3 separate regions of the Mus musculus genome follow, and regions 2 and 3 are each linked to region 1. The links are chromatin contacts, called in public Hi-C maps. All regions are on one chromosome and are shown on one strand. Each heading gives the region's core, a stretch centred on a gene start, on an enhancer-like site or on the middle of the called end of the contact. The rest is flanking DNA. Distances are from core to core; before and after follow the strand shown.

Region 1 (2,700 bases), core at 70-2,569:
ATGTGGGCAAAAGACCACACATAAAAATTTAAAAATCTAAGAAAAAATAAAAAGTATGCCATATAGACCATGAATAAATAGTTGGATGTCTTACCTTCAAATCAGGTCTCTTATTCCATACATACTAGCTGTCTTTTTGTTTTTATGAATATTAATCTAACATCTTCAATTACTGTGGAGACATTCTCTATCTATCTATCTATCTATCTATCTATCTATCTATCTACCTATCTACCTATCTACCTATCTATCTATCTATCTATCTATCTATCTATCTACCTATCTACCTATCTACCTATCTATCTATCTATCTATCTATCTATCTATCTATCTATCTATCTATCTATCTATCCACCTATCCACCTATCCACCTATCCACCTATCCACCTATCCATCTATCCATCTATCTATCTATCTATCTATCTATCTATCTATCTATCTATCTATCTATCTATCTATCTAATACAGGCCTGAATATTAACTCCATCTTGTTTGGTACATGGTAAACACATTTAAGAGGGACTGAACTACAGAAAAAGGTACTCTTTTTGCAAAAGGATACGTGAAAACTCCAAGTGTCACACTTAACATAATTTTATTAACCTAGTAATGTGAAAATAAATTTAGTATTCAAGAATTTATAAAGTATAATTTAATCTTTAGATCCCCCTAATAAAACTTTATAAAGGACCAAATTTAAATGAAGTTGTTATTAGTATTTTAAAAGAAGATTTATTTCTATTTCATTGGTTTAAGTGTTTTGCCTGGATGTGCGTATGTGCAGCACATGTGTGGCTGCTCACTGAGGCCAGAAGATAGCATCAGTTCCCCATAACTGGATTGACACAAGACTGTGAATCACCATGGGTGTTTGGAACTGAACCCAAGTCCTCAGGAAGTGCCAATGCTCTTAACTATTAAGTGACTTCTCCAGTCACAAAGTTAGTTATTTTGTTTAATTTTTTTGATCAACCTTTTTATTGAAATAATTGTCAACTGATATAAAATTGTATGAAGTAATACAACCACCCAGTGGCTTTTCCTTAGTTTTCCCAATGGTGACTTCCTAGGAAATTATAGTACACTATTTACAAACAAAATACCAAAAAAAAATATAGTAAAACAGAATAAAGATTATTATTGTAGCATGTTGTGTCAGTTGTATAGTAATGGCCCCTTAGGCTCATATATTTGAATGCTTAGTCACCATTCAGGGAGTGCAACTCTTTGGTAGGATTTGAAGGATTAAGAGGTGTGGCCTTCTTGGAGGAAGTGTGCCACTGGGGGTTTGAGGTTTCAAAAGCCCATACCAGGTTCTCTTCCTGCAGGCTGTGGATCAGAGCTCTCAGGAAGCAGAACTCTCAGATACTTCTCCAGCACCAGGACTGCCATGTGCATGCCCGCCATGCTCCCTGCCATGATGATAATAGACTAAGTCTCTGAAACTGTAAGCAAACCTCCGATCAAATGATTTTTTTTAATGGGTTGCCTTGGTCACAGAATCTCTTCACAGCAATAGAACAGTGACTAAGATAGACTCTTAAGTGTTGTCTTTTTATAGTCTTAACACTTCCTCCCATGCAACACCCTCCTGCGTCCTGGCAGTGATTCATCTGTACTGTGGACTCTGCGTTCATCACCTGAAGGAAAGAGGGCAGAAGAAATCACACAGTGGACAAGGCTTAGTGTTTAAGTGAGTTTAGTTACCTGGAGCTTCATCCAGTATTTTCATATAACAACAGTTTTTCCTATTTTATATTTTAGTAAGGAAGTTTCCTTAGACCCAAAAGGTGCTTGCTAGGTTATTTCTAGCTTGGGAGTGTTATGAATGAAGCTGTTATGAATATCGGCCTATAGGTTGCTGTGCAGACAATCATTTCTCTTAAGTGCCCATGGGTATAATTGCTATGTTGACTGGGAGCTCCATTTTAGTGTAGACTGCTGAGGTGTTTTCTAGAGTGGCTGTGTTACTCAGTCCTACCATCCATGTGAGTGCTCTCCACCAGCATATGGTACAGTCATCCCTGGTCATCTGGGCTACTTTGATCCCTATCTCCTTAAAGCCTCATTTGTTTGAGACAATGTCTTGCTATGGAGCACTGGCAGGTATGGAACTTAAAATGCAGACCAGTCTCCAGTAGGGGTCATCTGCCTCTGCCTGAGTGCTAGGATTAAGGCGAACACCACCACCACACAACTGATTTTTTGGTTTTAAAGTCTAGAGTTAGTCTTTTATTGGATCTGGGCTTAAAGAGTGTTTTATCTTGGTATGTAGAACTGTCATTTTTTTTTTTAAACATAAGAATGCTTTACAGAGCACAAGTTCTGAAAGGTCAATTTATTAATTTTTCCTTTTAAAAGAGTTATTCCTTTGGAGGTAAGTATCTGCTAAGATATAAAACAGCTCAAAGTTTTATACTTGCTTTCACAAACCACTGCTGAGTTTATTTTCTTGTATAACATGTGAGGTTCCTGGGGTTTACCTTCCACTGCAGGAGCACTCTTTGTTATTAGGTGCTCTCATCACTGTGCACCCTGTGCCTTTGTTAAGTCAGCTGTTTCTGTGAAAAGATTTCTAAGCTACTTATTACTCTGCTCTCCCCATACTCATATCTAGCCTTCATGAGCTCCGGTCTTAGTGGTCACAGCTATGTGACACCTGAAACAAAGTAGTGAGACTCACCCTGTTTTTCCTTCCAG
Region 2 (2,700 bases), core at 139-2,638, 530 kb before region 1:
CTGGTGTGGTCATGGGGCCACTCCAGCACAGGGGCAAAGCTCTAGTGTAAACATGGATCAAAAGGCTAGAATCCCAGGCTGGCCAAAATACAGCTGTGGTTGCTGCCTTGCACTGGACTGTTCTCTGTAGGGCTTAATCCCTGGGCATTATTAGATCCAGAGGACCAGAAAGTCTGCTGTGAGCTTATGCCTCTTAGAAATGGCACGGACGCTTCATAATGATACCTCAACAATATGGCTATAAAGTAAATATCAATAGACCCAGTAAGTGGAAGGGGGAAATCTGTGTCTCACCTCCTAAACAAAGAACTCCAGGCAACTCATGACTGTGGAGAGATGGAAAATTAGCCTCTGGCCAGATCAGCTCCCTAATGGGCTGTCCAATACAAAGTGAGTCTGTCATGAAAACATATACATCCAAGCCATGGATTTAGCAGGATATATTTATATATTAATGCATATATATGTAACAATAATAATCATGAAGAGGCCATCAATGTGAGAGGAAGTGGGAGGGGATGGGCGGGATTGAATGGAAGACAGGGATACAGTGAAGTAATGTAATTATATTCAAATTAATTTTTTTAATAAAAATGAAACAATAAAAGCCATAATACTCTACAAAGGAATGATAAAATCACCCTGACAGATACTTTGCCAATTTAGGAGTGTAAAAAGATTCTTGTTAAACTAATAATAAGAGACTATTTCCAGTAATTTCAAAACCATAGAAATTCTTTTTTAAAAAACCTAAAATGTAGGGCTGGAGAGACGGCTCAGCAGCTAAGACTACTCTACCAGAGGTCTTGAGTTCAATTCCCAGCAACCACATGGTGGCTTACAACCATCTGTAATGGAATCTGATGTCCCTTTCTAGTGTGTCTGAAAACAGCTGCAGTGTACTCATATACATTAAATAAATAAATAAATAAATAAATAAATAAATAAATAAATCTTTTTTAAAAATTAAAATTTTTTTTTGAAATATTGTTCATTAGAAATGAGAGGTTGAGGAATAATTTAAAGCATCACTATTCATATTTTTTTAGTTTGCCGTAATTAAAAATGTATTTGTTGCAATTTTCTGGTCTTAAAACGTCAATGACTTTTGTTCTGTATCAGGAACAAGAGATTTAAGGAAGTTACAAAATCACTGGTGGAATTAACATTTTCTTTTTCTAGACAAAAAGGTCTGAATTATAAACTTTTTAAAGCATCACGTATCTCTCTGGTTTTTACTAATTTGTAAAAAGCAGACACACTCATAAAACTAGAAGAAACCACAAACGTTAATAGGGAAGACAGTAACGTTTTGGTGCTTCGAACTGTCAGAGTCTTTTTCAGAAAGGGCAACAGATGTGGGGGAGGGGCTGTGGCTTCTCTCAAGAGCCTTCCCTTGATGACTAACACCATCTAATCACGTTCTTTCTGAACTGCCCCTTCCTCTGGTGGGAAAGCCTTATCATGTTCACCGCCTTCTGAGAAGTCATAAGATCAAGCTCTCACGTAGCCTTTCATTTCCTGGTTTGCTGTTCTTTGTTCCTCTTCCCACCCCCCTGTCCCACCCCCACCCGCACCTAAGGTGTCTTTCTGCAGCTCAGGCTGGCCTCAAACTTGCCACAGCCCTCAAGAATCAGACTTCTTACGGTTGGATTTGCAGGTGTGAGTCGGGTCAATAGTTTTTAACTCGCAAGAAATCATAAGTAGGATTCAGGATACAAGGGAGCCGAATGATGAATTTGGAAAGCTGGCCCCTAAGCTGCAGGAAAAAATCAGGCAAGTTCTACTCCCAGCCTGAGCACCTTGAAATAATCTGGTTTTACCACAACTCTGAGGGCCATGAGTACAGGTCTTACTCCCCTGCCGTACCTGTGGCTATGAGTACTTTGTAGATGAGGCCATCATGATGTGCGGCATGTGAGTGGTTTTGAGTGACAGGAACTTATGACAGAGTCCCTGTATTCTTTCCCACAGTCTTTCTGCCTTCCTCTGATCCGTCCTTAGGAGGACACATAGATTAAGAGGACAAACTCAAATTATCTCCCTTTACCTGGGTCATCTCTGAAACTTGATTCAGTCCTACTAGAGCTAGATACTATCAGATGCTGGAACCTGGAAAGGGTCACTGGAGCCTGTCCCTCAGCCGGTGGCACTACTGGAAGGTGGTAGAACTTGTAAGAGTGGAGCTGTGGACCTCTGCTCACTGGGGATTCGAGCCCCTTTCCCTCTCTTGTTGGTCTCTCAGCCATGAGAGGACCCACCTGTGCTTCTGCATATTGGGAAGTCAGGGACTCCAAAGGAGACCAAATGCCAAATGGCCCTAAACTGAAACCTCCAAGCCTGGAATTCAAAATGAGCCTTCCCCTCTATAAGCTCTCTCAAGTGGAAAGGTGACTACCACGCCACTATGACTGGCTTTGCTCTCTTCTGAGGTTTTAGCATTTAACCCAGAGGAGACCTGCGCCAAAGGTTAAGTGCTCACTCCCCATGGGCACGGCAGCATCTTAGTTCCAATTCCTTACCGTTCACTGTATCAGCTATTCCTATTGCTGCTGCATTCCCATGTCTCCATGTCCCCAGCCTTCTTCCAGGAGGCAACTTTTCCAATCTAAGTACACTCCATATATTTGTGTGCTTTTATTTCACTATAAAGCTCAAGAAGTTCCATGCTACGCTACCTTAAACAACATAAGCACAGAA
Region 3 (2,700 bases), core at 81-2,580, 550 kb before region 1:
CACCTGGAACAGGTATTATTGTTAGTCCCATCTGGATGAGTTCAAATGAACTCAAACCGAGCACAAGTCTGGATTGTTTCCCTCAGTAACACAGAGGGCAGCACCTGGCTCAACAGATAATGATCTCATTCTGCCACTAGCCCCTTCATATGAATATTATAACAGAAATATTCTTGAGCTGTTTTGACTCAAAGGGGGAAAAAAAAAACAGGGTGAATATTTCGTAAATACAGGTTGGGCTGCTAGATGAGTTGCAAACATTTGCTTCGACTGTATCTATCCAGCAAAATGCATCGCTTCTCACAGGGTCATGTAACACGCAGCTGCCTGCCCAAATCGCCCAGCTATAGGCATGACTATTACACAAGAGGGCTTTCATTTACACAGGCCCAGGAGCGATCGGATAGAGGAAAGAATCAATACCGTCTGTAGAGAAATAAATCGCACTGGAAACGGGGAAGCAGGGGCTGTTTGTGTGGCAGCCAGGAATCCTCTACCAAAGACGCCATGATTTAATCTGCTGAAGAGCTTCCGGGGAAGGCTGGGGCCCACCCTTCCCTGCAGCTCTGCTTGGAGACCCTCTCAGGTTCCTGCAAAGCGCCCTTTTGACAGCCTGAGCTCAGAGTGGACTTCGCTGCCACCAAAGCCACTAGGTGAAAATCACAAAACAAAAACAAAAACAAAAACAAAAACAAAAACAAAAACAAAAACAAAACCCTGCTCGGCATCACTGCTGGTGCTTCTGAAAGCAGTATGAAAGAGATTCCTGCGACCAGCGAGCTTGCCCGCAGCCCTCACTTCACCACCTTCAGCTCCTTTCATTATTCTGTGAGCTGACTTGCCTTCTGCCTGGCCACACACAGCCTTGCTGGAGATGTGCCTGCTTCCTCGGTATTGCTATCCAGGACAATTGCATCCTTGGCCTGCGTCACAGGTCCCAGATCCCAGCCCCTCGGCCCTGAAGGCTCAGCCTTGGCCTGCCCTGCACCCCTGCCCCTGATGACGGCGCCCCCACGTGTGATTCTTGAGGATTTGGTGGTAAATGAGTTCACTGTCTCCTGCATTTTCACAAAATCCTTCTGAAGCTGGAAGAATGTGTCATCGACTGATAAAAATGCTAAATGACAACTCATTTTCATTTTGCAGAACAGAATTGTTTAATATTTCATTTCTATCACCTGCTCATTTTAGGGCAGCCCACACATGACAGGAAGGGCTCCCCGGAGAATTGCTTAAAAGGTTAAAGCTTCCGACAAGCAGCCATCCTGAGGCTCTGCTTCCCGGCGGTCGCGCGCCCAAGTCCGCCTTCGTTGATGTCTCAATGCTGCCCTCTGCTGGCGAGTGGAGCACCGGCATAGCCTGGAAATGAGACACTGAGAAGCCACAGGAGCCCAGCGGGGCTGTGAGAAGCGTGGAACACATGAAGTTTTCTACCTCCTCCAAGGGCATCCCGACCTCTTCTGAGGGTCTTTCAACTGCTCTTTCGCCAGCATGGATTCCTCTGCCAATTTTCAAGTTGTCTGCACACCAATAATGGCGAGAAGCCATGTGTCCAAAGGCTTTCCTCCCTGAAGGACTGATGGATGTTGAAGATGCCTGACAAGGTCAAATGAGGTCAAGTTGAAAAGAGCGACAGTGCATAGGGTGGACAGGTCGGATCTGAGGATAAAATACAAACGTATGCCACCAGCCACAAGCCCCATAAAATCCTCACAATGGGAACCCAATCCCTCTACTCAGCTAGCCCAACCCACATCACTCCAGCAGTCTTTCTTTTCCAGGTTTCAATTATCTGTCCTCACCCACGTTCTGAAAATGTTACGTGGAAAGTTCCATACATAAGTAAGTTGTACGTTTTGTATTGAATGCTATTCTAAGTGGGGCAATGACACTTCACAGTATCCAGTCCCTTCCTATCTGGAATGAGAATCGAACCTTTGTTCTCTGTATCCACACTATATAGGCTACCTTCCCGTTACTCACGTGACCCTCAGCTCGCTTATTGAGGTATCACAAAGTTTGTGCTCAGTAAACCAAATTTACTTGTACAACAACCCCTTCGAGCAAGACAGGCAATGCTAGGAATTTAGGCGTGCCAAAGACAAGTTGGAAAGTGCTTTTGATAAATGGGAAGGTGCTATAATAATAAGCTTAATAAGAAAAGAACAAAACGTCTAGTAACATTGTTAAGATCTACACTTTCAGAAAGACATTTAGAAAACAAGAGAAAATGACTATTAACGTTTGTTGTAATTTTCTGTCTTACTGCTCTCGTTAACCTTTTCCTGAACCTTGTTGTAGGTTAATTTATAGATTTAACTTACTAATTTATAAGTTAAATTTTGACCTAGGTGTGTATATGTAGAAATATATTAAATATACCTAAGGATATATGTATCAGTAGGATGAATAGTTTCAGGCTTCCTCTGAGGGTCTTAGAATGTGCCCTTCATGATTAAAGGGTATACTATCTTCTCTCTGCCTCCACTGGAGCTGGCCTGGGGGAAGGTCTCAGCAACCCTCCCTCTCCATTCCATGTCCAATCATAGCCACATCTGGTAGCTGCCAGGCATCCCAGCCTTCAGTCCTGGCTTTCTCAGGCCCATCCTCCACATTATGGCAAAGAGATCTGCGTTGAACAAGTGAACTAACAGGCTGTTCTTATTATGACATTGAAGAAAGCCTTATACGTTCAACTAA

What was found. A called contact is a pair of places that touch in the nucleus more often than the background predicts.
Region 2: a Hi-C map of bone marrow-derived macrophages shows a contact between it and region 1, with 14 read pairs. The contact joins two enhancer-like sites. A contact is called at or near these places in 1 of 15 datasets of contacts at CTCF or cohesin (large pre-B cells), 50 of 484 Hi-C or Micro-C datasets (B cells, the C2C12 cell line, the CH12 cell line and 32 more) and 6 of 115 datasets of contacts at active chromatin or transcription factors (DN3 thymocytes, T-cell acute lymphoblastic leukemia, acute myeloid leukemia and 3 more).
Region 3: a Hi-C map of bone marrow-derived macrophages shows a contact between it and region 1, with 16 read pairs. The contact joins two enhancer-like sites. A contact is called at or near these places in 2 of 39 promoter capture datasets (embryonic stem cells and liver), 1 of 15 datasets of contacts at CTCF or cohesin (large pre-B cells), 8 of 484 Hi-C or Micro-C datasets (bone marrow-derived macrophages, brain, cerebellar granule neurons and 4 more) and 4 of 115 datasets of contacts at active chromatin or transcription factors (bone marrow-derived macrophages, embryonic basal ganglia, forebrain and 1 more).

Annotation. Positions count from the first base shown.
Region 1 is chr4:8,588,335-8,591,034 of GRCm38.p6, reverse strand. The region is part of intron 6 of Rab2a (RAB2A, member RAS oncogene family); the gene reads right to left. Among named protein-coding and RNA genes, the nearest start is that of Rab2a, 54 kb to the right of the region's middle. Within about 2 kb of position 1,319, at least 16 of the 459 cell types and tissues checked have an H3K27ac peak or open chromatin away from gene starts, as enhancers often do. A contact at or near this core is called in bone marrow-derived macrophages, where this site is marked.
Region 2 is chr4:9,114,804-9,117,503 of GRCm38.p6, reverse strand. No RefSeq gene overlaps it. Among named protein-coding and RNA genes, the nearest start is that of Gm50597, 5.4 kb to the left of the region's middle. Within about 2 kb of position 1,388, at least 76 of the 459 cell types and tissues checked have an H3K27ac peak or open chromatin away from gene starts, as enhancers often do. A contact at or near this core is called in bone marrow-derived macrophages, where this site is marked.
Region 3 is chr4:9,134,606-9,137,305 of GRCm38.p6, reverse strand. Gm50597 (a long non-coding RNA gene) reads right to left here. Exons shown (of 2, transcript XR_001784233.1): 2 at 1,133-1,596. It overlaps Gm34288 (a long non-coding RNA gene), which reads left to right. Exons shown (of 4, transcript XR_881105.2): 2 at 1,782-1,842. Among named protein-coding and RNA genes, the nearest start is that of Gm34288, 6.7 kb to the left of the region's middle. Within about 2 kb of position 1,330, at least 96 of the 459 cell types and tissues checked have an H3K27ac peak or open chromatin away from gene starts, as enhancers often do. A contact at or near this core is called in bone marrow-derived macrophages, where this site is marked.